6 separate regions of the Mus musculus genome follow, and regions 2, 3, 4, 5 and 6 are each linked to region 1. A link is a contact called in public Hi-C and HiChIP or PLAC-seq data. All regions are on one chromosome and are shown on one strand. Each heading gives the region's core, a stretch centred on a gene start, on an enhancer-like site or on the middle of the called end of the contact. The rest is flanking DNA. Distances are from core to core; before and after follow the strand shown.

Region 1 (4,468 bases), core at 1,250-3,749:
TGTTCAGGTTGGAAGATCCTTTGGCCTGGTAGAGCATAGCCCTGGCAATCCATCTGGACCAGCTGGTTCTGGATTGGTTCACTCTTAGCCTGAAACAGGTATCATTCCTATTTCTCTTGTTGGCATTGGCCTGAACTGGTCATAACTATCACAGGCGATGGGAGCAACCAAAATTGAACATAAAGGGAGACCCTCATGGATTCATAGGGTTCTTGAAGAAATTAGGCAGATCATGAAAGTGTAAGGGAGGAGAGGCTAGGAGAGGTGAGCAGGGAGAAGAGGTGAACAATGTTTTATTCATAACTATACTGGCTTTGCCCTCAATCTGGCTTTGACCTGTCTTTGAACATACGTTGGATGTGTTATTTGCCATTTCATTCAAATGTTCACTTCTGTTCCACAGTCAAGCACGTGGGTGATCTTTTCATCCAAGGAAATGTAAGCTCAGAGGTTACATAACTCACCAACTGAAGCCTTATTCCTATAAGGACAGAGAGGTAATGAACCTTCCGTTTATATTTTCTCATTATAGATTAATAAAGGAGGATGCAGATATTCAAAGAGGCAAAGCTATCATAACCACAGTCAGACCTGCTGAGCGTAGGCTTTGATCTGTTAATGCCAATCTGTTTGAAGCATCAAAATAGAAAGGGGCAGGGAAGGAAGGGCAAGATTAGGAATCTAAGCCTTTGAAGTGTCTGCCCTGTGAAAGCCATCTGTAAAACTGTAGGCTGCGTCCCTGTCCCATCAAATCAGACATAATCTTAGTTTACTTAAAGAGACCCTGAAGCTGGTAGCTCACTTTACAGATGGCACGCTGTGCTGTGGAAGAGAAGTCTCCCCACAGGTAGGAACCTAGAACCAGTGGAAATTGTTAAAATGCTACTTTAAAGTAAACTCTACTATTGAGACATTTGAAAAAGACACTAAGCCAGTGTTGAATCAGGCTCGGCCCCACTCCAGTCACCCCATGTTGTGCAAAACAGTGGTCCGTGCCCTGCCTTGAGAGAGACTGTTTCACCTGCAGCTTTTGAATCCAGACTGAAGATGAAGGATGATTGCGCACTTCAGTGTACATACAAATGGCTCGCTCTGTCAGCCAATGAGGCACAGGCTGATGAATGATTGGTTCCTGGAAGGAGAAAACATGCTACCATATGTAATTAAGGTACATTGAGATGATCTAAGCACATGAGCTTATTTCAATCATATCAGGAAAGCACCCAGCCTTAGGAAAGAGGAAACTTCCTCACCTGGAACATATAATACTGCCATGTACAGTGGTGACTCTGCTGATCTGTCACCTGATACCTTGTGTGTGCTTTAAAGGGACAACAGGCAGGGAACATTCCAGCATCCCAGGGTCTTCAGCTTGATTTGCCTTCACTGGTGACACAGTCTGTTTTAACTGTTCTCTCTGTTTGCTATTTGTACAGTGTAGAATTCTGCAGTGGTAGCCATGTGTAACCTAACATAAGTTTTATGTCTATATAGTATTGATATATTTACTGTGTAGTGTGTGTGTGTGGTATAATTGCTGTTGTAATGTGTGATCTGAGCTTAGAATAAAAGAACCTATTTCTTCAGCCAGCTACCTGGAGACTTTGGGACTCCTTGACAAATGTTGCCAATAAAACCAACCTAGCTGATTGTTATTTAATAAAGCCCAGCACTGTGAAAAGATACAAATGTGGCTGTGTTTACAAGTCAGCGAGCTCACAGCAGTTCGCCCAGATCTCTCCTTTTCAGAGATGGTGATAAAGCTATATTGACTTCGTAAAACAGATAAAGAAATTGGAGTGAGAAATACAAGATATTGAGTCAGCACAGCCAGGGATCAAGATGTTCCCTGGAGTCTTTTTGTGTGATCACGTCCCATAGCCAAGTTCACTTATCCAAGAGGAACAAGTGATTAGCCAGTTCTTTTTTTCTTTCTTTCTTTCTTTTTTTTTTTTTTTTTAAATGAACTTTGGCACTCAGCAAAATGAATGTGGAAGACATATGGCTGGGTCCTGTGGCCAAAGTCAGAATTGAAAATTTTTCCCTTTCAGGTCGTTGGCAATCTAGCTTGAGAGCCCCTGGCCAGCTAGAGGTTTGTCCTCTCTCTGTCCTGTGTTCTGCTTAGCATTTCTTTGGCTCTTTCTGAATCAGTGAATGATATCTGCCTTTACAGTAGAGAGAAATTTGTCATTTTGAGATTGGTAATATGTCAGCGACTCCATGCCCTACCTACAGCACACGCTAGCTGCAGGGACTGTGGGAGCAGGCACCGTGCCTATCTCCATGTCTACAGGAGTAGACAACAACGTCCTCCCTAACTCCTGACCCCTGCAAAGGGCTTCCCCGAGATGAGAGCTGCGCTACACAGTTATTTATGAGACGTTAACCTTCGATCATTTCCAAGGCACAACAAAGCCTTCTTCTCTGGGTTACTTATTTATTTATGCCAGCATTACAGTACTTCATTATTGCCACAGGGGGAACCGTCGGCTTAATTTTGCTTCGGAGACAGTGCTGCTGAAGTCATTCGGCTAATGATTTATGCCCCGCGTGACTGGGCAGTCGTCTGTGCTTGCTGATTATATCTTGTTTACTGTTTATAACCAGCAGTCATTATGCCACCGAAGGCCCCTGCCAGCTCACCGCGTTTATTTATCCCTGTGGATCTTTAGATACGCTGGTTAGTATAGAAAACTTTTGAATGGTTTAGTATTTTTTAAAAGCCCCAGAAGCTGTGAATTAAACCACTGTGCTCTCTGCCTCACGGGAGAAAGAGTTTGTTGAGAGTGAGCGGTGAACAGCACGCCCCCATCCCCCAGCTCTCCTGCTTGCTTCTGGTTTGATCAGAAAGAAAGCCTGAGTGCTTTTCAGGAATATGGGGCTGTGACTCCGTCATCAGTTTTGGGTTCTGAGATCACAGGTTTTTCCCCTTGGCTGCCGCAGATTTTACCATATTAAGGAAACAGTTTGCTTAGAGAAATGCTGCACGTGTATACAGGTATACAGGCTAGGTTTGGTGGCTGGCAGGACTCACCCATTTAGCCCTGGGGCCAGCCTCTGTGAACAAAACCTTTACAACCAGCCTGCAAGATTTTTTTTTCTTTGTTCTGAGATGCACAGGGCAGATGAACCACATGGACAGGCAGAGAAAGGGACGGTTTGTATAACGTGGCAACATGTTTCCGCACTGGGAGGTGGCGAGGCATCCTTCACTCTGATTTGTGAGACAAATTCCCTCCTCGATGGGCGCTGGAATTCACCAATGAGTCTAAATGGTCTATAAGCCCCAGGCACCTGCCTAGATCTGCTCCTCAGGGCAGAGAATGACACCACACCTGACTTTTCTACTAAGGGGTTGGGGATCTGAACTCTGGTCCTCACGTTTGCCTGGCAAGCTCTTTACCCACTGAGCTATTCTGCTTGCCCTTTGCAACGATCATGTACAAATGCCTGTCTTGACACTGTTCCCACTCAGAGAGAAGGAAGGAAAACCTTACTGTTCTTGTGAGCAGCCGCAGACCAATCTGGATGACTGGTTCTGAACTTAGCTTTCTCCATCGAAGCTGTTGGCTGCCGAACCCTCCCCGCTCCTCCCCCCACTTTCCTTTGCTTTTACTTTTACATAGTTCTCTCTCTCTCTCTCTCTCTCTCTCTCTCTCTCTCTCTCTCTCTCTCTCTCTCTGCCCCTGGAATAGCTTCATATCTCTGCTCCTTAGTCAGCCAGTTCAGCCTGGTCACAGAGCTGCTTTCTCTGTAGACTGGTGATCCAGTTGAACAATGAGTGCTTGCCCAGGGAACTCAGGCACCTCACATTGAACAAAACACAGGGCACAAGGCAAGAGTTGTTTCTGACAACAGGTTTAGATATGAGAATAAAATCCCTCAACTGCTATAATGCATGTGGACAATTCAACCAAAAAAAAAAAAAAATCAGGAATTGAGTACATCAGTTTGTACGTAGAGAGCCAGGGCCAGTCTCTAAGGATGGGAACAAAACTGTTCCCATGTTTCAGTGTTATAATTTGAACATCTGTATATAACTTTAGTCCCAGAGAGTCCCCTGACACTGTCTTCTATATCAAAAACGGCCAGACACAAAAAGGAAATATATGTGATGTGTGTGTGTCTGCACGTGCGTGTGTGTCTTTAAAACACAAACCAAAGAGTAATAACAACTGTTTGATTCTCCTCATGACTCTATTTTCCTCACACAGATGCAAACCTTGAGCATAAATATTTGCAATATTATAACACATGGGGATATGGAAGCCATCTTATTTAGACATCATTTCTCCCTGGAAATACTATTCTGGTTTGTCAGGAGTTTTCGTTCATGTGTGTTTTCATTTAGTCTTATAATTACTCCTTCTAAGAAAGTAAAATGAAACTAACAAATTTTGGTGCAAATTACTCTGAAACGTCATTAAAGAATTTTATCACTATTTTAGAAATGGAATCTTATACAGCT
Region 2 (4,468 bases), core at 518-3,017, 440 kb before region 1:
CTGGGGGTAGGATGGCTGTGAATTAGAGACTAGCCCCCAATACATAATAAGAGCCTGTCTCAAAAGCCAGAAAAAAGAAAGTCTGGTGAGTTGCAATCTATAGTTCTGCATATATTTTATTTAGGTACATATTATCTATTGGCCAAGTAACTGTGTTTGAAATTATCCAGTGCTCTGATTCTAAGAAAATAAATGTTGGTTCTTAGAGAGATGGCTCAGTGGTTAAGAGCACTGACTGCTCTTCCAGAGGTCCTGAGTTCAATTCCCAGCAAGCACTTGGCGGCTCACAGCCATCTGTAATGGGATCTGATGCCCTCTCCTCTGGTGTGTCTGAAGACAGCTACAGTGTATTCATATACATCAAATAAATACACAATTTTTAAAAAACAGAGATTCAGGAATATTTTAAAAAGAAAACAAATGTTGAACCTCACATTTTATAAGGCATCAGTGTAATTTGATTAAAAGATGTGAATACCTTTTTTAAAATGTCATGTTGGTGTGGTGGCCCAGCATATGGAAGGCAGAGACAGGACATCCCCACACAAGCAGGCTACCTGCACCAGATGAAACAGTGAGTTCTTGGTTTATTGAGAGATGCTACCTCAATTTAAAAGGTGGAGAGCTATCATGGAAGACACCCATGTGTGCTTGCATATATACACATCTAGGCAAACCATGAGACCAGGCATATACACATGTAGGAAACACACACGCGCGTGCGCACGCACACACACACACACACACACACACACACACACACACACACACACACATCCATCACAGAAAAAATGATAATAAATTCTCTTTTATTGAATCAGTTTTAACTTGATACAAAAGACAGTGGTGTGTCCCAGCATAGGATGAAACAACCACTCAGTGTCTATACACGTTACAGAAGGTGGGATGGCAAAGGAGTTACTTCCTTATTTTGCTAAAACAATTCAAATTTTATATGGCCAGAAAACAAAAAGAGTCATTGTTTTTTTTTTTCTTTTTCCACACAGCTCAGTTCTTTTATTTCTGGTAATTCTGGCATACTTTTTGATGATGATAATCTTAACAGCTGATCCCTTCCCAAATGCCACTGACTTAGGAGAGGGCATTCCCTTCTAGAAGGGGAGGCAAAAGAGCCTTGAGCGGAGACAGAGTTACCAGCGTTCCTTTGTCTCTAGCAGACACTCATTAGGATGGGTGCAGTCACTCAACAAGAGGGTTTTGAGGACCAACAGCAGCAGCTATAATAGGATTCTCCCTGTATTTGATCTCGCAACCCCCCAAGTCAGCTGCTAATTAGATGCCATATTTATCTTTTTCTCCTCTAAGTGCCTAGTAACACTCAGCTGCCCCCACAGAAGAACCCAATACAAACAACTTTTACCTAGTCTCCCCTGCCTCCTGGTCTCTTTCCAGACCTCCCTCATACAATTTTCTTAATTATATCTTCCAGCATCCCCAGCTGTCCCATTGAAGCAGCTGCCTCTAATCCTAAATAAATATTTCCTGTTCTCCTTAGAAACAATTGAACCTAGCCCATGCCAAGCCTTTGGCATCTGCGGGGCTCACTGGTGGCCGCGAGGCAGTTGCTCTTTACCCTTGGAAATTGAGCAGAGGCTAATTCTAGTCTATTCTCATTACAGCTCTTTGTCTTTGAATAAGGCTGCCTTGGTTGCTGTGCCTGCAACTTTTCAGTTATGCATACTCAGTTGACTCACTGAAATCGCTTGCAGGAACGGTTTGCCCTCTGGGCAGCATTAGAAACAGTCAGGACGAGTGCCAACCCGAGTGTGTGAGCGTGGATAAGCAGTGCTGTAGATTGGGCTTCCAGAGGCTGTGGAACTGGCTCTGGGAAGGCCGGTGCAGAGCTTGGCCTTTTCTCTGTCACCTCTGCCTCTCCCCTAGATGCTGATGGCAGAGCTGTTGTTTCTCTAACTTGGCTGTATTCTGGGATAGCTGGAACGTTTAGGACAGTGCTGTACCTGAGCAGACTTCTCCTTCAGATCTGATTTACTGGGATTGGGAGATGACTTTAGGATGTTTAAAAACTGAAGTGGCAACAACATGATCTCCTGATCTAAAAATACACTTCCAACCCAACATAGATAACCCCCACCTCTTTCTGGGTCTATTTATTTTAAAGGATTTATTTTATTTTTAATCGTGTGTGCTTGTGCATGCATGCAGAGGTGCAGGGCATGTACATGCAGGGGCCAGAGGCATCAGGTACCTCTGGAATTAGTGTTCCAGCTATGAATCTTCTGGCCTAGATGCTGGGAACTGAGCTCAGGTCCCTGTAGGGGCAGTGCTCACTTTTCACAGCCATTGTCTAGCTCCAAGGGCCTGCTTTCCCAGTCCTCTTGCTGTTCCTTCTGATTGACAGTGTGTTACTGTTCCATCAGTGTGACAAGAATACAGAGATAACAAACTCACAAAGATGAAAAATCTTATTTGGTTTCTGAGATTTCAATTTATGGTCATTTAGAATGGTCTGTTAGGCCCACAGTGACCAGGATGCAAAGCAAAGCAGGACAAGGCAAGGCTCTCGATGTCCCCTCCAAGGGCACATCTTCAATAATCTAGGTTTTATTGCCTAGGCATCATATCTTAAAGGCTCCATCACTTCCCAATAGTTCCACTGACAGAAGGTATAGTAGGAATTTATAATCCTAATACGTCTCTATAAAAGACACACAATCCAGGAATTTTATTTCCAAGCCACAGTCTAGCTTCTGCAAATCTAGGGCTATACTAACTTATTCCCCAGCTATAAAGCCCCTTGTTACTTGCTGTTTCTCCTGGCTGTGCAGTTCTGGTCCATGGTGGCTTCCTCCTCCACCAACTTCCTCTCTCCCTACCTGCAACATTCTTTTGAACTTCCAGTCCCACCTTACTCCTTACACTGTCCAATCACAAGTTCTAGACTTTTATTGATCAGTTAGATTGAGGAGAAGATTCACATAGCATCACTTGAGTACCCTTGAGTACCTGAGGAGGATCTACTCTTTGGGGGCAACCACATCTCAAGGAACCAGTATTTAGAATTAGAGTACAAGCAGCATCAGACCAACCCACTACAGAGGTCATCTAGGGAAGGGTATGGCAAGCAAGGTAAGTTTCCTGGAGATGGCCACACATTCTGTATGACTGCATCGGGTGCACTCAGGAGAGGCACAGCCCTGGATACCTCATTCCAGAATTGCTTCTTGCTGCTGACATGCCTTTCCTGTCACTATTACATAGCCTAATGAATTTTGGGCATCAGCTCATCCTATTGGGCAAATTTCCTGCTGATCAACATGAAGATGAATTTTTATTAGGTGAATTAATCATAGCATTCCTGCTTTGATTCAAATAATTTTAAGAAGAAAGTTTAATGAGATGGTTTTGTCAGAAAGATGTAACAAAGTTAGAATCAAGAATAGAATGTGCCCCTCCTCATAGAATAGTAAGTAAAGGCTGAATAATAAGGAATGCAATAAGCTTTCATAAGTTACACTAAGAAGAGAAATAAGCTGTGGTAGATCTGTGATCAAAGAAAAACATTTATTCTAGGTCAGATCCAAGGATGAAGCCACAGGTGTACACTATGACAAAGCAAGTCTATATATAACTGTTGCTTTGAACTTATAATGATCTTATAGAATGAAGTGCAGCTTTGACTTACTATTGACATCCTTCTGTAACTTCCCCTCTTATGTAACATTTTATGTGAGGTAAATTTATAAAGAACTTTTGTCAAAGGTATAAATTGCTAGAGAGAAGAAATAAAGTGTGGCATTTGGGGCTCAGGCCCATCCACCAAATGTATATCTATGGCTATTGGGACTCAGGCCCATCCACTAAATGTATATATGTCTGACTGTCTATGTGTGTGTGTGTGTGTGTGTGTGTGTGTGTGTGTATTTGTGAACATTTGTGGAACTGTTGAGACAGGTGGTTGGGCCCAGCCAAACTGTGTCTCTCTGTGTGTGTGTGCGTGCCTATGAGTGTGCTTGAATTCATGAAGAGTTAATAAACTCCAAGCTTCTCATCTGGCCAGCAAGGGGCCTTGGAGCCAGAGGGAAACTAAGCCTTATTTCTTAATCTCTTGCTGATATCAGCTGGAGTTAATTTCCAGAAACCAGGGGCTTTTAGCCACAGAATAGAAAGAGAGTTAAATTGCCAGAGACCATCAGCAGCTGGCCCCCAGAACAGTAAGAGAGTTACACTACAGAGGTCATCAGCCTTTGTCTTTCTTGCACTGTGTTCCACCTCAGTTCCTGACCCTGCTGAGGATGGTCACCAGCATCACCACGCTTTCAGGAGGGGGACACTCCAAAACCGAACAGTAGCAGTCAGCAAGGCCAACCCAGAAGTCACTAGACTGAGGCTTTTCTTGTTTACTTAGCTCTGCTTGTAGCTTCAAACACAGCTCAAAGGAAGAGAATTTTGGATGGCCTACACATCCATTCCCGGTTCTGACCACTGT
Region 3 (4,468 bases), core at 737-3,236, 430 kb after region 1:
GTGCCCCTTACTTGTGCTGACCCAGGCTTCTCAGCAGAGGAGTCCTTGTGTGTCCCATGCCCTGAGTCCATCTAAGAACTGTCTAAGACACTCAGACACAGGAGTACTGTCTCACAGGTCTCCCACATCGCACTACGATAGGAGGACATCTGCTACTCCTAAAGAGCTAATGGACTCTAAAGATAGCATGAGCTCTCAGCCCACTCTAGAAAGAACAGTGGGTGTATAGTTCTGAACCTTGGAAGAAACCAGTTTCTCTTGCTCCTTTTATCCAAATCATCTGGGCGTGATTATATTCCAGAAACTGCACCCTAGCCAGTAAAAAAAAAAAAAAAAAAGACTTGTCAATTAATGACAAAATCTGGTATTACGTTCAAAATAATCCAGTGGGGGGAAAAAATCAGAATGTAAGTAGAGATATAGGCCAGCCATAGTTGGGAGTAGCAGGGAGAGGCACTGTACTGTTCTTATTACTTTGGTTTCTGTTTGAAATTATCCATAATGATAATACATTTCAAAACTCTTTATGGAATTACTAACTTATTTGGAGTACTAAGTCTTCAAGTGTTCTCTTTCAAAGAGGAGCACTATCTTTTTAAGATACTGCACTTCTGTGTATTATTTTATGCTGGCAGACAAAGAAATGGAGTTCATTATGACATTTTTATGTAGAAATGTGTAAATGTCGTGATTCTTGTCCTAATCCTGCTTCCCTCCAGCTCCCCAGTGAGCTTTCTGCTTTCATGCCCCATGTAGTCCAGGAGTCTCTTTTAAAAATATGTTTTCTAAGCTGGGTATGTTGGTGTACACCTGTAATTCTGCAGTCTAGGCACTGAGGCGTGGATGCAGGATTTGAAGTTTAAACTAGTCAGCACTACACTGAGAGACCTGATTATAACAGCAGCAACAGCAACAACAACAACAACAAACACACATCTTCCTAGTTTAATTCACACTGGGAAAACATTCTTGTCACAGTCACAAGGAAGTCGGGAGACACTGAAGGAGATCGTAAACAATAAGACCTCCAGAGATGCAAATGTTAGCTTCACCAATTACAATCAGAGAGATTGTAGAGAACATTACTTAATGTCTCTGGAGTCGGCCATCTCATCTGTAACCACTGTAGGTAATGACCACTGTATTGCTCAGCTCTGGGAGGTTACGAAGCTAAGATGGAGAAAATGGATCTGATACAGTAGGCACTGAGCAGCAAACCTGATGCTTATTTTTCACAAGACCACCCATTTGTGTGAGTTGAATGGTGATGGATGCAATACTAATATGTAGCCATTGCTATAAAATCCCATAGCATAGTGGTAGACAGATATATACATTTATGTGTCCCCCGGGGAAGAGCTAAAATAAGAATATGTATGCAGAAGTCCTGGTGTTCTGGGAGGACACTGAGCTCTGGTGGGCAGGGGCCAGTGAGTGGTTAATCAAGAACTCAATTAGCCCATCCTACCAACAAGGAAGCCCTCCTTCATAGCCTTCCAGGACTCTCAAGCAGACCCCTGCCTCCTTTGGTCATATCCTAGGTAACAAATGGAAAGCCACCAAAACATATCATTCATAGTGGAAGAACACCAGAACAAACAGCCACTGGCTTGCCCACTTATTTCCAGACAGTGCATCTGAACTGCTAATAAACAGAGAGAAAAGCTTCATCGAGATGCAGAGCAGACTGGAGAGTCCAGCTCGGGGGTTGGTGGGATAGCGGCAAGGGTAGAGCCCTGCCACGCCCCCCCCCCCCCCCCCCCCCCCCCGGACATCAGGAGACTGTTTGTTGCAGTGTCTGCCTCCGGTCAGGGAACAAAGAAGGTTTGGAAACTGACAGAGAGATCTAGCTGGCAGGAAAGCAAGGGTGCGGAGAGGCTCCAAGTCCCTGGCTCCACCTCTTTTCTATTGGCACTATAAATACCGTTCTGAAATGTTACGGTAACTTAAGGAGTCTCTTTTAGGAAGCATTTGGTAGTGAGTCATCGGACAGCTATGTGTGCACCCTGCTGTGACTAGGCAGAGATCTGCCCCTGGCTCTCAGGATGGCTGTGTTAGAATCCCCCTCCTGTGACAAAGAAGAACATTTACCTTTTGCACACCGGTCGCCTCTACTGCCCTGGCATCACAAGCTGCTCTTCTGCCTTGTTCTGTAGCCTTCTAGGAGAGGAAGAGAAGACTCATAAGCCTGAATGGCATGAATGCATCCACTTTAGAAAGACAAAGCTGAAGCTAAAAGCAGGGTCTGAACTGTTTCTAGAGCCAGACCTCTTTTCCACCGTGAGGAAACTCAGTACAAGGAACTGAATTTTATCCCAAATATGCTAGGCGCATACTCGTAGACTAGTAACTAGTATACTGGTTACATATATCTATTGCACGGGCATCTGCAGGAACAGTATTAAAGAAATATGGCTGATACTTTTCACAGACGTGGAGGTGTGGCCTGCTATGTTTCATCTAGTACCATTCCTATACCTATGGCTAAGCTGCCATGCTGGACACCTGCCTAAGTAAGTGCCACACGCTTTGTTCCTGGGGGTCCTCTTTTAAGAAAGTCTTCCAGCCAGTAGTTACCACCATCCAGGTTCTAAACTGCAGACACATGCTAGCACTCTAATGACCTGACAGAGAAAGGGCCTTTGGTTTATATTTAACCCCGCCAAGCTCTGCACATTGCTTATTGGTCTTAGATTGTTTATCCTTTGAATAAAATGAGCTATTGTATACTAGTAACACATGTCTATTGCATGGGCACATGAAGAAACAGTACTACAGAAGTATGGTTGATACTTTTCGACAGACATGGACATGTGGCCTGCCATGTTTCATATGTCTTTGTGCTGGCTTGCATAGTACATGAAGACACAGACTCAAGGACCATTGTCGGCTTCGTGGTGTGTTCTTAGCTTCTCCTAAGACCCGTGTGACGTAAGCCAATTGACTCATGAATTTGGTTTGGTTTGGTTTAAGACAGAACATCTATATAGACACAACTGTCCTGGAACTCACCGTAACTCAGACCGACCTTGACTTTACAGGACTCTCCCCAGTGTCTTAGTGTGCTTCTCTGTTGTTGTGATAAATGCCATGACCCAAAACAGCTTGGAGAGGAATGAGGGACGGTTTAGTTCATCTTTCACGTGTGGACCACAGATCATCCCTGAGAAGTCAGGCCAGGGAGGTCAAGGCAGGAACCAAAGAGGCAGGAACTGAAGCAGAAGCCATTGAGAAACACTGCTCATTGGCTTGCTCCCCATAACTTGTACAACCTGCTTTCTTATTCAGCCAGGACCACCTGCCCAGGGGTGGCACTGCCCATGGTGGGTTGGCCTGCTCACATCAATCATTAATAAAGAAAATGCTCCACAGACTTGTCTGATGGAAGCAATTATGGTTCCCTCTACCCAGATGGTTCTTGTTTGTATCAGCTTGTCAAAAGCTATAGCAAACACAGTCAGCTCAGAAATTTTATATTCTTCACTAATATGTCTATGTAACTGTTTCACTTTTTCAGTAGCAGCAATGGAGTGCTAGCTGATCCATTAGCCACCACCAACATGTGGTGGCAGGGCACAAGTGCTGTAGCCACTCGGGTTGCAATATTACACCTATAGCGTACACAGCAAATCTTAAAGACAGGACTCTTAAACGAGTTTAAGATTTCTCAGTAATCAAGCTCTCTCTCTCTCTCTTTCTTTCTCTCTCTCTTTCTCTCTCCATATATATATATATACACATATATATGTATGCATATATGTGTGTGTGTGTGTGTGTGTGTGTGTGATTTTAAAGTGATAATTATTTTGATATACCATATCTAAAATTCATTTTATTCAATTCATTGTACTTTTTAAAATACAGATACTGGAATGTTTGAGACAGACATGTAACAAGCATCTTATAGAATTTGAGAGCTGAATCTGTGGAGCTCACGTAACTGTTTAAGCATCTCAGCCAAAGCCAGAATATGGTAACATCCTCTGGGGTTGAGGCCAGAATCTTTCCGGCTACATCCTTTGGGAAAAGGAACCAAGGTCACAGTGTGTCATTCCATGTAGGCCATTGTTTATTGATGCTTTTTCCTCGTGGCATGACAGGAATTGTGATAGCTCTTTTGTAGGCGTCTGTACATAGTCCAAGATATGGCTTTTTTTTCCTTGTTTTATAGCTGTATAAATCAAACTCAGTATTGCCCTTCTATATACAGAGGTTACCATATGTCTCACAGCAAAGAATTGCTAACTTTTTATGGGTGTCTGTGTGTGTAGCCATGAATGAGTGTGCAAGTGTACATCCATGTATGTGTACATATATGTGGAGGCCAGACATCAATGTTGGTTGTCTTTCTCAATAACTATCTACATTATATTATCAATATTATTATTTATATTTTCATTCTATTGTTATATAATTGGGATTTGTGACACTTTTTCTTCATTTTTGTTTTTGAGACCAGTTCTCTCAC
Region 4 (4,468 bases), core at 573-3,072, 410 kb before region 1:
TGTGTGTGTGTGTGTGTGTGTGTGTGTGTGTGTGTGTGTGCATGTGTGTGTAACATAGCAAGTTGTCTTCCAACTCACAACATGCACTCAATGTGTTATATTTCAGTGAGTTCTAACAATCCTTCCTGACCTCCCCCACTTCAGGTACCAATGACTAGGTTGCATTTCCTTAGCTCTGACCTTGTGACTAATACATTCATACAAACAAAGCAATTAAATCAGTGTCTGGCACCTAAAAATCACTCAAAAAACATCCACCCATTATTCCTCTCTTAGATGTCTCTCTTGATGTATTTTGATTTTTCTGAAGTCATCATTCACTCTCTCTTCAAGAGGACCTTTTTAACTTGCAGATTTTCTGAGTGACTGGGCATCCATTTAAGGATAAACTATTACTTCTTTATTTCTCCATTCCTAGTTGTTAGTTATGTCATCTATGTGAACATCGTTGTGGTCTCTGTGGATTCTTCTTATCAAAGGGTAGATCTTTTAAATTTAGTAGGTGAGTGTTTATCATAGGACTTGGGAAACCTATTTCTGAATGGAATTTTAAAAATACAGCCCAATATAAAAATATCCTTATGAGGGACTGAGGAGATGGCTTAGTCTAACACACTCCTTGTCTGTGCAGGAGGACCCAAGTTCAGATATCCAGCACCTACATCAGAGAGCTAGAGATGATCAAGTGCAGATCTTAACCTTGGTGTAGTAAGGATGAAGACACGTAGAATCCAGGAGCTTACTAGCCTGGCCAGGCAGTCGATCCTGTCACAGAGTAGCCAGTTCAATGAAAGAAGGTGGGAGCATTCAAGGAAGGTACCAAACGTTGACTTCTGTCCTACACACACATACACACACACACACACACACACACACACACACACACACACACACCACATGTCTCTTGCTCACCATATATCTATATCTATATCTATCTCTATCTCTATCTACATCTCTATCTACATCTATATCATCTATATCATCTATATCTATATCTATCTTCATGAGTTAGCTTTCATGACAAAGGGAGTAACCAGGGGAAGATGACCTCTGTGTGTGGCTTCCATCTCCCTGCTCTGGAATAGTAACTTGCAGAAATACTCCAAGGAGTTATCGTGAGCAGAATGCCACATGCCAGGTTTATTGTTTCTATTGGACACATTTCAGAACAGCCTGTGACTTTACAATGACTGCTTCCAGATCAGGCTCTATATTCTAGTTGACATTTTAAAAATTAGCCTTTCCCTACAACTGAAAGAGCCAGGACCCTATCTGCCCTTTCTGCTAATAGTTGGTAGGAAACATGAGCCACACAATGGCAGACATGGACCCAACTCAGATTGTCCCCAGATAGAGAGGGCTGAGTCTTCATTTGTTTGGAAAAGTAAAAGATTGGAGCTATTGATACGTAGCAGTTGTTCAGGGCATCCTCAAGTCATGCTTCTACATAGCACAAGGTGGGTCTGTAAAAGGATACTGCCAAGTAACCCCTAGAAGGAAGATGGAATAATTTTCTGAATAACATTTGGTTTTTGTAGCAACACTAGGGCTGGGGCAAAGATAAAATAAAAATGCATTTATAGTCCTGGAAAAAAGAAGGCAGGCATTATCTCCCTCATAAAACCAGCTGCTCACCCTGAAATTACATTTCTTCTAGAATATTTTATTTTATCTTTGATCATTATAAATTATTCTTTTAAAGTTCTATTTTTTGCTTTTTAAGGTTCCGATTGAGAAAGCAGTTGGCATCCCTACACACCAGGACTTACACAGGCTTATTTATTGAAAAACCTCTCAAGTACTTCCCTTTCCACCCGTCTGAACCCATCAGGGTTGCTCTGTGGAGCTGTCTTGTGGACAGTTATGGGCAGAGTCGGCTAACCACCTCTGGCGGTAGAAGCGACTTTCCATGGCTCTGAGTGCCAGATACATTTGCTTACTCAGAGTTTCACTTGACTCATAACCTTTTCTTGGTGGTGGTGGTGGGGGGTGTTTTGTGTGATTCTGAATTACAAAGAGTTGACTGGGGAACTTAAGGGGGAAAGGGCTTAGAGAGGAAGATGGAGGATCAAGGGGCAAGGTGGCCAAGTCCTTATGTTGTTCTAGGTCTAGAGATGGGTCTTGACGGTGGAATGCTGGAGACTTCATCCCCACAGGTAGTTCCTTTCACTGGGAGAATGTGTGAACACAGTACCCACGCTTCCAGCAGAAGGAAGCTGCTCTTAGAAGCAGCTTGGCACGGTGGGCTCTTGGTAATCTGGCAACTCATTCCAGAGGCTCGGAGCCGCTGGAGACAAGGTCTCCTCCCCTGTTTATCCTGAAGCATCTAAAAATCTTCCCGAGGCATTGTATGAGCCAGCATGAAGACCATAGAGCCCGGAAGCAGAGGGATCACTTTATTAGCAGCAATAACAATACTAACAAATAAATTACTAACGATAATAAAACAATCACCAGCAGTTAGGATTTTATAGATCACAGAGCATTTTCTCCTTCATTTTCTCATCTCAGATAATGGCCATTTGTTACAACGCTGCTGGCACTGAGAAGATTCAATACAATCATTCTCAGATCAAAGGAGGGATTTTCTCCCAGCCCCTGGGAGTGGTGGTAAAAATGAATTGCCTAGGGTATTGACTTGGCCACCCCAGAGAAAACAGGAGGGAGGGGAGGAATAAACGGGAGGATCTGGATATGATGCTATTCTGTGAAGCAGTTTGCTTCTTCCCCCTAGAATTTTAACTGCACCCTTGGGATGTAAGGGGCTGGATAAAGGATCAGATGGTCTTTGAATGCCGTACTGTGTTGAAACATAAAGGGACTTCATAAAAATCCTGGGTTGTGAAATATTAAATATTTGGCATGTGTTGTAGTTGTCAAATGAAATTAGTTATATAAGCAGAACTCTCTAGCATGGTTTCCCTTTGTCCAGCGTTGGAGAAAGGGTTTAGTGAGGAAAGACCAAACCATCTGAAGGCTAACTTGTGAAAAACCACTTCCCTGCAGAGGAACATCTGGAGACCTGGGAGATGGCTCCCCTGGTGAAGTGCTTTCATGAGGACCCGAGTTTAGATCACAGCACCAACAGGAAGGAGGGGCTCAGTGGTGCACATCTGCACTCCCCATGCTGGCCGGTGGGGGTGGGGAGCTAGAAGACTCCCTGGAGCTCACTGGCCATCTAGTTGTATTCCAGGCTTTGTGAGAGACTCTGTCTCAAAATATAAGGTAGAGAGAGAGTCAGTTCCAAAGGAAACCCCAATTCCCCAAACTCTAAAAGATCCAGAAATGAGCTCAACCTGGACAGCGGAGGATTTCTGGCAGCTAGATAAAAGGCAGCATTCCTCAGGAACTCATGAAGCCAGTTCCTCTACCAAAAGGAGTCATTTCTCTTACCGCTGGCAGAAGGGGCAAATGGTCACTTGTGGTACCTATTAGCACATCAAAGCTCATGCTGGCCTCCAGGACTCCTCAGGACCCCAAGTCCCTGCTACACGTTTCCAAGTGCATGCTAGCTTCTTAGCCCTTCTCATCTCCTCCTCCACCCTCCACTCCCTCCAGCTCCCTTCCTCAGGCAAGCTCCTCCTTCTTTAAGCCTACTGTTCTTGCCTTGTTCCCTCTCTTCCCCATACCGCCTTTCCCTCCCTTGCAGATAGCCCTGGCCAGGTCAAAACTGCTGGCCACGCTCATTCTGTTTCTTCTCTGCTCCAGACTCTTCCAGATGCCCCAGGCTGTCCTCTTAGAGCTACAATAAAAACCTTCCCTCTAACAGTACCATGGAATAGGCATGTCAGCAGTTTATGCAAAGAATGATAATGGAAGACACCCAGCATTGACCTTTAGTCTGTACCTACCCACACACCTATGTCTTGTATACACACACACACACACACACACACACACACACACAGAGAGAGAGAGAGAGAGAGAGAGAGAGAGAGAGAGAGAGAGAGACAAAGAGACAGAGAGAGACAGAGAGAGACAGAGAGACAGCAAGAGAGAGAGAGATCTAGAAAAAAAAGTTACTGAATTCTAAACAAAACAAAACAAGCAACCAACCAATCAACCAAACAAGAAAATCCTAGAACCCATATCAAGTTCTCATGGTAGAGAGCTTTATAAGGATAGATAGGATTTTTTTTTTTTAAGTTGCCATTGAGGCCAGGTAGGGAAGAAGGAAACCATTGACACATCTTGTAGATGGAGACTCAGGTAACCAGTCTCACTCCTCCTTTCAGCCAACTTTTCTACTCCCAACCAATCTCATACTACCCTGTATTGAAAGACGAAATCTTTTAATGAAGATTGTATTTGTTTTTAAGTATGTGCATATGTGTGGGCATGTGCACATGAATGCAGGTAGACTCTGAGCCCAGAAGAGGTTATTGGATCCTCTGGAGCTGGAGTTATAGAACCTCCTGACTTAGAGCTGAACGAGGATCCTCTGGAAGAGTAGGAAGTACTCTTTAAC
Region 5 (4,468 bases), core at 814-3,313, 300 kb after region 1:
AGCCAGAGTTCAGAAAGAACAAGAAAGGGTGAGCTTATTCAGCAGCAAGTCTCAGAGGCTGAAAACGTTCTAGGCCTAAGTTAGATTGTACAGAAGCTGGAAGCTTCCATAGGGCTAAGGCTAGGCCTAGGTGAGTAGATAGAAGCAGTAAGACTTGGAGATGGCAACTACCTCAGGTGAATCAACATTACACCACTGCTGCTGCATCGCCATGATCCCAGACATGGCCCTCAGTGGCTGCATGGGCTGGGATTCCTCCATGGCATCGGTGATGGGGCCTGTTACTCACATCAGGCTGTTGCTCTTTACTCTCACATCTCCAGTTCCACCTCTATAATGCTCAAACTGTTCTACTTCTCTTTCTCTCCCATCCATCCACCACACATTCACACATGTAGTAGCTCCCAGTGAAGGCAAGCCGTGTGGTGGTGGACCTCTGGGTATCTTCTGCCTGCCCACGCCATAAGGCATGGCATTGAGACAGATTCCTGTTGTCTTCCTCCTCCAACTTGCCTTGATTATGTAACTTTATTTAAGGCATCAGGAGAAGGACAGAAGGCTTGGTCTGACCTTAGGTGGGACCATGGTTATGCACAGTAAGGAGTATCTTGACACTTATGTGCAGATGGCAAAAAGCCTACAGAAGAAGATAGGATGTGCACCCTTACAAGGACTACCATACCATAGTCCCTCCCTTCCAAAACTGGTTAGCAGGCATCAAGGGAAGCTGGGAAGTCTGTTAGCAAGAAACTATCACCCAGTAACATGCTCAGCCTTTAACTAAAACTATAGTCATAGTTTCCCTCCTTTTGTTTTTTTGTTTGTTTGTTTTTGGGTTTGTTTTGGAGACAGTGACCTATGTGTCCCAGGCTGGCCTATAACTCACCAAATAGCCAAGGATAACCCTGTGCTTTTTATCCTCCTGATTACAGGGTGCACTGTAACTCATCAATGCAATGCAGGAGATGGAGCCCAGAACTTCAGCCTTGCTGAATAAGTACTCTATCAACTTAGATACCTTAGCCACAGTGCCACAACCAACCATATTTTAACCTATTAGAGACTCTTACTATTGAAGTGATTCATATTTTAAATATCATTCAGGTCACGAATTATATAAGGATTAAATTTTGATCCAAACCATTGGCAGAAAGAATGAAAATAAAATTGTCATTTAAATGAATTCATATAATCTACTCATTTTTTTTTTCAGCATGACTTTCTTGTTCAAAGCTAATCAAAGCAAGCGTACTGGGTTTTGTTGTCTAAGATCTTGCTTCAAATCAAGGTTTGAAATAATAGCCAAACTGGTTAACTGCTGGCTCATGAGCAAAAATGTGTGTGTTTAATTGAATTTATGCTTCTTTTAATTAGCTGATTGTACCCTTGGTCCAGTCTTAAGATGCCTCTTAAAAGGCAGTTTGAGAGTGTCTTAGTTAGGGTTTTATTGTTGTGAAGAGATGTCATGACCACAGCAACTCTTACAAAACACAACATTTAATTGGGGCTGGCTTACAATTGCAGAGGCTTAGTCCATTATCATCACAGCATAAACCATGGTGGCATGCAGGCAGATTTGGTGGTGGAGAAGGAGATGAGAGGTATACATCTTGATCCCAGGCAGCAGGAGAGAACTATATGTGTTTTAGACTGGGCATAGCTTAAGCATTTAAGATCTCAAAGCCCCACCACCACAGTGATACTCTAACAAGGCCACACCTCCTACAATAAAGTCACACCTCCTCCAGTCAAGCCACACCTCCTAAAAAATGCTACTCCCTAATGCCAAGCATATTCGAACACATGAGTCTAATGGGGCCATTCCTACTCAGACCAGCCCAGAGAGTCCATGGATATTCTCAGGACATTGACTTCAAGCCCAGGACAGCAGCAAGCTGCCTCTGAGGAGCCCTGGTTTCCTGATCCAAGCCTCCTTCCCACCCAGGATCCCTTCTTGGGAACCAGGATGCAGCGTGACTTGGAAAAATGACCCCAGCTCCCAGGTGGAAAGCAAAAGTCAGCAACTTGGAGACTGGAACGCCCTCCAAGCCAAGGCTTAGTCACCCGTGTCAACAATCCAGATGCCAAAAGCAAAGTCCTGTGAGAGAAGGAAACCGGAAATAAGCAGTAAAAGCCCTAGGGCCCCACTTGATTCTCTCCCACTACAATCCATGTGACATTTAATTAGAATGGTTTTGTGGCTATTTATAAACTCTGTGTTCAATTGTGTGTGTTTGTTTACATGCACATTTATAAATAAATGTAATTAAAACTTCTTGAAATAAATACAATCTCAAAACAAGATGCAGAGGGCCAGGGCTTCCGTGTGGTATCATAATTTTCCATGAGCTGCGGAGCTGCCAGAGATGTTGACAGGCAGTTGCATGACCACTGACACTACAAATCATACAAATGACCTTTCACCTTGCAGTGAACTTAACAAGTACTAGCTTACAATCACGTTGGAGTCATGCATGGAAGGCCTCTGAAAGGAATCAAAATCAAATCTAAGGCAAGTCATTGGTGTCTTAATCAATGTCCTATAAACCTAAGAGGTAGTCACACCAGATCTGACGTGGTGGTTCAGATTTCCAAATACGTGGAGGTAGAAGGATTGTTGGATCACAAAGTTACATCTAAGTGATTTTTTTGCTTATCTTCCAGAAAAGGACTTTGTGGACCACTGAGTCCAGACACATTAAAAGAAATTAAGTGTACTTGAATCCTATTAAAGATACCACTGACAAATATTTTTTAAAGATTTATTTATTTATTATATGTGACTACACCGTAGCTATCTTCAGACACTCTGGAAGAGGGCATCAGATCTCATTACAGATGGTTGTGAGCCACCATGTGGTTGCTGGGATTTGAACTCAGGACCTTCGGAAGAGCAGTCGGTGCTCTTAACGGCTGAGCCATCTCGCCAGCCCGACAAATATTTTTAAAAATATATATACAACTTAACTACTCAGCAAAAAGTAACTACAAGATTCAATGCCAACATGGCCAATTAACCAAAACTATCTGCAAATTAATATTTACAGAATAAGAGGAATTGCCTAACAGGAATATTGCCTGTCATCATCAGAATACCATCAGTCCTAACATTAATGTGTAAGTTGGAATTCAGTTGTCTAAGTTTCATTTAGATTCTGCAGTGTAGAAGGTAGATACTTATTGTTCATCCTGACTATGAAAGCTAGCTACCTGATTCACATCACTGCTACTGAAGGGAGAAATAACACACACACACAGAGAGAGAGAGAGAGAGAGAGAGAGAGAGAGAGAGAGAGAGAGAGAGAGACAGACAGAGAGAGAGAGACAGACAGAGAGAGAGCATACATACTCACAGAGAGATGAAGATAGAGAGACACAGAGATAGAGAAAGACAGAGAGTCACAGGGACAAACAAGAAGTAATAAATCAGACAAATGAAAGGCCAGGAGTGGTGGGTCAAGAAGGCAGGTGAGCATGGAGCCTAACGTCATCTCTTCTGCTTCCTGCAGTTTTGCTCTTAGGCAGAACTTTGCCCTTTAACTATGAGGAAAGAATCCAAAGAAACAGTTTTAGTAGTATAAACAACACATTGCAAAGTCTTTCAACACCCAAATAAACACAAAAGTTTTGGAGTATGTATATTAAGAGGAACACACACACACACACACACACACACACACACCAAATTAACATGTTAAAGGGTTATGGATCCAGAAAATCTAGAATCTAACAAGGTATAAGCTCTTCTCCATCACTCAAAAAGGGCAGAGCCAAGTATTCTTTAACTTGTTCTTTTGAAGGTCCCCTGAAAGTCACATTTAGAACTTCAGGGCACTGATTATCGCCCAGTGAATAGAGCATACTGTACTGACACTTGTCGACTGGGTTCTTAAACCATTTTCCTAGCAAGCATCTCACCAAGGAATGATCGTCAACTTGGAATGATCGTCAACTTTACTGGCAGTTTCTGGAATCAGGTTCAAAGACCGGGCCTAGGTTGATATCATTCTCCCAAATTAACTTCGGTTTGAAAAGTAAATCTCTTCAGCCTCTTTTAGGTGCATATCCTAGGATTCAAATTAAGAAATTACAAGGAAAAGAAAAAATTAATAAATACTGAATACCGTCAGGATGACTGGAATGGTGTGGACAGACAAAAGACTGAACTTAAGCCTCTCACACCAAATATCAGTTGTGTGTTTTTGTTTGTTTGATTGATTGATTGGTTGATTTGAAACAAGGGTGTATGCAGCCCCAGGCTAGTCTTGATCGTACCAGGTGGCAGAGAGTGGTCTTGAAGTCTTAATCCCAAGAGGGATTATAGGGCTAAGTCACCACAGCTAGCTCTCATTTGTACAATTGTGAGCAATATGAATTCTCTTTTCAGCCCCAGTTCACAAAGGAGATTAAAGCCTTCACTCTATAAGTTGGTTAGATATAGCACTAAATTTGGTAAGAAATAAAACCT
Region 6 (4,468 bases), core at 683-3,182, 270 kb after region 1:
TCAAACGGACCTGGAATGAATGAGGAGTGATGAGATTTTCATAGGTAGGCAGGCATGTTTCTCTCAGTAACCCTGACAGAGTTCTAGACCAAACAATACACAGTAGAGTTTACATTCTAAATCAGTTTCTCAGTCTCTACACCAGTTGATATTTTAAACCAGGTAAGTTTTTGTTATGAAGGATAGTCTTTGTATAATAGAACATTTAACAACACTGTGGTAGCCTCTATTCCTACCACTGTTAGGTATTCCAACAAGACTCACCTCTGGGCATTGAGAAATGCCTTTTGGTGGCCCTGACAATGATCCTATTTGAGAAATACTGGTCCAAACAGAGTGAGTGATAATGATATCTAGGAATCAGAATACTGGGACACTATCCTTATCAAAATGAAAGCATTGTATGTGTGTGTATCTGTCTGTCTGCCTCTCTCTGTGTCTCTGTGTCTCTGTCTGTCTGTCTGTCTGTCTGTCTGTCTCTCTCTCTCTCTCTCTCTATATATATATATATATATATATGTGTGTGTGTGTGTGTGTGTGTGTGTGTGTGTGTTGTGGGAGTGGGGGTGTAACAGTAGTAGTAGCAGTAGTTTAGAAATCTGTACAATGTATTTTAATATCTACACTCCCTCCTCCCAACTTCTCCTAGAGACACACCCTCTTCCCGTTTTTTAGTCTCATCAAGGCCAATGTATATAGCCTAAATATTCTTGGATGGGTGGTCTTCCACTGGAATATGGTCAATTTTTCAGAGACTATACTCTTAAGTTAACAATTGACAGTAGTCCCTCAGGCAGCGGGTGGAAGATTTTCCTACCCCCTCCCACTTTCATATGTAGATTTGGTAATCTATTTTAATAACATCACTGGATTGTAATGAACCCACCAGTGAAAATATCATACAACTAGATTAAGATAGTCATCCAAGCAAAAACTTGCCCAGTCCCAAACTGTGTATCTCGGTGAACTTCTGTCCAGGTAGAATGGCCGTTCTGAAGCCATGGGCTTCACTCAGGGTTTTACACTTTTCATGATGCATTGCATTGTAAAGCATTTGCTACCCAAACAAACAACAACAACAAAACCTGTGACAGTTTAAATCAGTAGAACAATTAGGCTTATATCCTCATCCAGGACTCGTGCCCTGTGCCTACACTCTATCCTTCCTCACCACCTATATTCGTGTCGTCCCACACCCATACTTATAGCTCTTTGTATATGCTCATGAACATATTATAAGCTAGGATCCACACAGGAGAGAGAACATGCAGTTGCTGCTGTCAGTTTCTCTAAGTTCAGGTTGCCTCATCGAATGCCTATTTCTGAGTGGGATTATGTAAACTATCTTGGATGGGTAGCTTTTACTGTCAACTTGGCACAACCTAGGATCACCTGGGAAGGAAACTCAATGAGGGATTGTCTATATCAGCTCGGCCTATAAGTATATCTTGACAGCTTGTCTTAAGTTAATCAAGAAAGAAAGACTCATCCCACTGTGGGTAGCACTACTCCCTAGCAGAGGGATCCTAAATTGTATAAGGGGAAAGAATTCAAGCCAAGAACTCGCAAGCAAGTGGGCATGCATGTATTCCTCTCTCTCTCCCTCCCTCTCCCTCTCTCTCTCTCTCTCTCTCTCTCTATCTCTCTCTCTCCTCTTCCTCTCTCCTCCCCTCACCCCCTCTGCTCTTGACTGTGGGTATAGTATGACTATAGCTGTTTCAAGCCTCTGGTGCCTTGACTTTCCTCCTATGATGGACTATAACCTGGAACAGTAAGCTAAAACGAACTCCACACACACACACACACACACACACACACACACACACACACACACCCCAAGCTGCTTTTTCTCAGGCTGCTTTATCAGAGTCACAGAAGTGAAACTCGAGCTCTGCTTAAGCCATTTGGCTCAGTCGATTGCAAGCCCGTGGTTACAGATTTTCTCATTAAAATAACCCCCAACACTGCCAAATACATCAAACACAGTCTTAAATTTCCTTTCTGCAACAACCTGATAGAACCAACATGCAGGTGACATAATATTAGGAAATAAAGTCAACTAAATATCATCAAAGCATCAAATCACCTTAGTCCAATTTTTCTTCACCAAAGACATGCTTTTGATCACTTAATTATGTTTTTCTAAAGTTAGCTGGACTCAGAGAGTTGCTGACCATCACCCTTAGATCTAGATACAACTCACTACTTCTGAGAACATCTGACCAGAGAACAGATGACTCAGTGCCAACACATTCCCACTGTAGGAAGAGCCTAGTTGACTGGAGGTGAGTCACTGGGAATAGACTCAAAGAGGGAGAAGAAAATCTATATCTAAAAATAAAAAGAAAAGAAAAGAAAAGAAAATCTATGTCTTCCAAAGGCATGCAATGCTTTCTTCAATTATTCTATCAGTCAAAAGCTACATTTTACAGAGACATAGGAATGGAGTTCTACAACCATTCCATGTACAAACATATCCACAGATTATCGAACCTTCTAGAAGAATAACAGTGAGAAAGAATAGGTCTCTAACAAAGAGACGTTTTTCTGGGAAAAGGTGAAGCAGAGTCGCAAGGGGAGGGGGTGCCATCACTTACATGTTTGACACTCAGAGGCTGCACTAAAGAAAACATTTCTGGCATATTTTTAAACTTATTATGGCAAGTGGACCCTGCTGGGTCACATGGATAAGCTTGCAATCCAATAGGAGTCAGAAATGCAGACAAAAAATACCCTGGGAAAGTTCCTCTGCTCATGGTAGAAGAGAACTCTGAGCGTTGCCCTCTCCAGCCTATAATTAAGATGAAAGGCATGTTTCCCTCCAATTTGCCATCCAGTGGCATGGTGAACATTCCATCCTGGCTGCCGCGGCCCAATTCCTCTAATACAACACATTTTTTTTAAGGGAAGAAAAGGGGCGGCTGCGGAGGTGGGGGTAGTTGGTAAAATACACATTTCTACTCCTGTAAGTGTTTCATAGGATGATCTATTTCAGTTTCAACTATTTTTAACTCAGTTAAAAGAAAATATTTTTGAATTGCTCATTTCTTACAGGAACTGAAACATAAGGCTGCCTGTCTTCAAGGTCTTGTTTGCTCCAGGTGTCCATTGGTTTTGTTGGTAACCGCTGCATGTGATGGGTCAGCCTCAGAAAGGTTGGATGGTAAGGTGGGGGCCCAGACACTCATGTTTCCTTCACCGTCTTGGGATATCAAAATCTGGCTGAAGATCCTTTGAGAAGACCATAAAAATTCAGACATCCCTGGATTTCATGTGAAATGATATGAGAACCGTTCTTCCCCCTTTAAGTTAGCTCCCTTTGTACCTCTCCTGAAACCAGAAAGTAGGTCTGGACTGAGAGCTTGACCTCTGTGCATGTGTGTTTCCAAAAACATATCTTACATATGTGTATGTATGAACACATAATTTGTAGAAGTATACACATATAATTTCTCAGATTTTTAGATACACATAAACTTAGCATGTATGTTTTTATTTATATCAAGAGAGAGCGAGAGCGAGAGATGGTTACATTTATGAAGCTGGTGTATTTTAATCTTCTAGAAAGGTCATCAGTGGAGTCCTAGGAACACTTTTTAAACTTCAGATTTATTCTATTATTTCATTTATGTGTACTGGTCTAGATGTATTCAGATGTGCATGAGTGCAGTGCTCACAGAGCCCACAAGAGGGCATCAGATCCCTGGAGCTGGAGTTACAGGTAGCCATGAGCTGTCTGACTTGGGTGCTGGGAACCAAACTCAAGTTATCTGAGTGCATAGCAAGTGTCCCTAACTGCTGAGCCATCTTGCCAGTCTAGGTAGCTTATTTGTTAATTAAAATAGTATTTTTATGTGTATAGGCATTCTGAATGTGTACGCCAACTGTACCTGCAGAGGTGGGAGAAGACACTGGATCGACTGAAACTGAAGTTACAGTCAGTGGTAGGCAGCCATTTGGGGACTGGGAATAGAATTTGCATCCTAAAAAAAGAGTAGTAGCCAGTTCTCTTAAGCACTGAGACATGTCTCCAGCCTAGAAAAACATTATTCAAAGGAAATTATTTCACTCATAGACCAGTATGATATGAGATATAAATTCAGTATCATTGTTCCTCTACAATTGTGGTATAGTGAGAAATCCCACAAAACAAACTATTCTATCCCCCAGAGAAAGCTTATGTTAGAAGGCTTCGAACTTATGCCTCTGAAAAAAAACAGGTTATTTCTACAGTAGCCACATTCCATCTCCACAGGGAGAACTGACATTTGGTGAATAATTAGGTAGTTTCAAATTTGCACATGAAAACCTGAACCATGATTGCTGAAGTCTCGACTTAAGTGAGAGATTTGATGCAGTGACTCCGCGAGTATTTTAATGTCACCCTTACTGAGTACATACCCACTAACACATCTTCCTGGCGTATCCAGAGCTACACATCAATAGACTGCCTAGAGCCTGCTACCCA

The links. A called contact is a pair of places that touch in the nucleus more often than the background predicts. HiChIP or PLAC-seq counts read pairs in DNA pulled down with a chosen protein or histone mark.
Region 2: an H3K4me3 HiChIP or PLAC-seq map of embryonic basal ganglia shows a contact between it and region 1, with 4 times the contacts expected there. The contact joins two enhancer-like sites. A contact is called at or near these places in 10 of 484 Hi-C or Micro-C datasets (the N1E-115 cell line, adipose-derived mesenchymal stem cells, cerebellar granule neurons and 6 more) and 2 of 115 datasets of contacts at active chromatin or transcription factors (embryonic basal ganglia and embryonic limb bud).
Region 3: a Hi-C map of the N1E-115 cell line shows a contact between it and region 1, with 7 times the contacts expected there. The contact joins two enhancer-like sites. A contact is called at or near these places in 3 of 484 Hi-C or Micro-C datasets (the N1E-115 cell line, cardiomyocytes and cochlea) and 4 of 115 datasets of contacts at active chromatin or transcription factors (cardiomyocytes, differentiating embryonic stem cells, extraembryonic endoderm stem cells and 1 more).
Region 4: a contact with region 1 is called in a Hi-C map of uterus, with 2.6 times the contacts expected there. The contact joins two enhancer-like sites.
Region 5: a Hi-C map of muscle stem cells shows a contact between it and region 1, with 2.2 times the contacts expected there. The contact joins two enhancer-like sites. A contact is called at or near these places in 6 of 484 Hi-C or Micro-C datasets (the N1E-115 cell line, embryonic fibroblasts, muscle stem cells and 1 more) and 2 of 115 datasets of contacts at active chromatin or transcription factors (embryonic fibroblasts and pancreatic cancer cells).
Region 6: a contact with region 1 is called in a Hi-C map of muscle stem cells, with 2.0 times the contacts expected there. The contact joins two enhancer-like sites. A contact is called at or near these places in 1 of 15 datasets of contacts at CTCF or cohesin (the NIH/3T3 cell line), 23 of 484 Hi-C or Micro-C datasets (the C2C12 cell line, the G1E-ER4 cell line, the HL-1 cell line and 12 more), 5 of 115 datasets of contacts at active chromatin or transcription factors (differentiating embryonic stem cells, embryonic fibroblasts, embryonic stem cells and 2 more) and 1 of 9 other capture datasets (embryonic stem cells).

What each region holds. Positions count from the first base shown.
Region 1 is chr1:186,180,297-186,184,764 of GRCm38.p6, forward strand. No RefSeq gene overlaps it. Among named protein-coding and RNA genes, the nearest start is that of Gm35201, 45 kb to the left of the region's middle. Within about 2 kb of position 2,500, at least 99 of the 459 cell types and tissues checked have an H3K27ac peak or open chromatin away from gene starts, as enhancers often do. A contact at or near this core is called in the N1E-115 cell line, embryonic basal ganglia, muscle stem cells and 2 more, where this site is marked.
Region 2 is chr1:185,740,039-185,744,506 of GRCm38.p6, forward strand. No RefSeq gene overlaps it. Among named protein-coding and RNA genes, the nearest start is that of Gm35023, 120 kb to the left of the region's middle. Within about 2 kb of position 1,768, at least 31 of the 459 cell types and tissues checked have an H3K27ac peak or open chromatin away from gene starts, as enhancers often do. A contact at or near this core is called in embryonic basal ganglia and muscle stem cells, where this site is marked.
Region 3 is chr1:186,608,150-186,612,617 of GRCm38.p6, forward strand. The region is part of intron 3 of Gm35546 (predicted gene, 35546); the gene reads left to right. Among named protein-coding and RNA genes, the nearest start is that of Gm35546, 23 kb to the left of the region's middle. Within about 2 kb of position 1,987, at least 149 of the 459 cell types and tissues checked have an H3K27ac peak or open chromatin away from gene starts, as enhancers often do. A contact at or near this core is called in the N1E-115 cell line, where this site is marked.
Region 4 is chr1:185,771,504-185,775,971 of GRCm38.p6, forward strand. No RefSeq gene overlaps it. Among named protein-coding and RNA genes, the nearest start is that of Gm35023, 160 kb to the left of the region's middle. Within about 2 kb of position 1,823, at least 16 of the 459 cell types and tissues checked have an H3K27ac peak or open chromatin away from gene starts, as enhancers often do. A contact at or near this core is called in uterus, where this site is marked.
Region 5 is chr1:186,476,693-186,481,160 of GRCm38.p6, forward strand. The region is part of intron 1 of Gm35426 (a long non-coding RNA gene); the gene reads right to left. Among named protein-coding and RNA genes, the nearest start is that of Gm35426, 7.5 kb to the right of the region's middle. Within about 2 kb of position 2,064, at least 46 of the 459 cell types and tissues checked have an H3K27ac peak or open chromatin away from gene starts, as enhancers often do. A contact at or near this core is called in muscle stem cells, where this site is marked.
Region 6 is chr1:186,452,644-186,457,111 of GRCm38.p6, forward strand. No RefSeq gene overlaps it. Among named protein-coding and RNA genes, the nearest start is that of Gm35426, 32 kb to the right of the region's middle. Within about 2 kb of position 1,933, at least 31 of the 459 cell types and tissues checked have an H3K27ac peak or open chromatin away from gene starts, as enhancers often do. A contact at or near this core is called in muscle stem cells and myocytes, where this site is marked.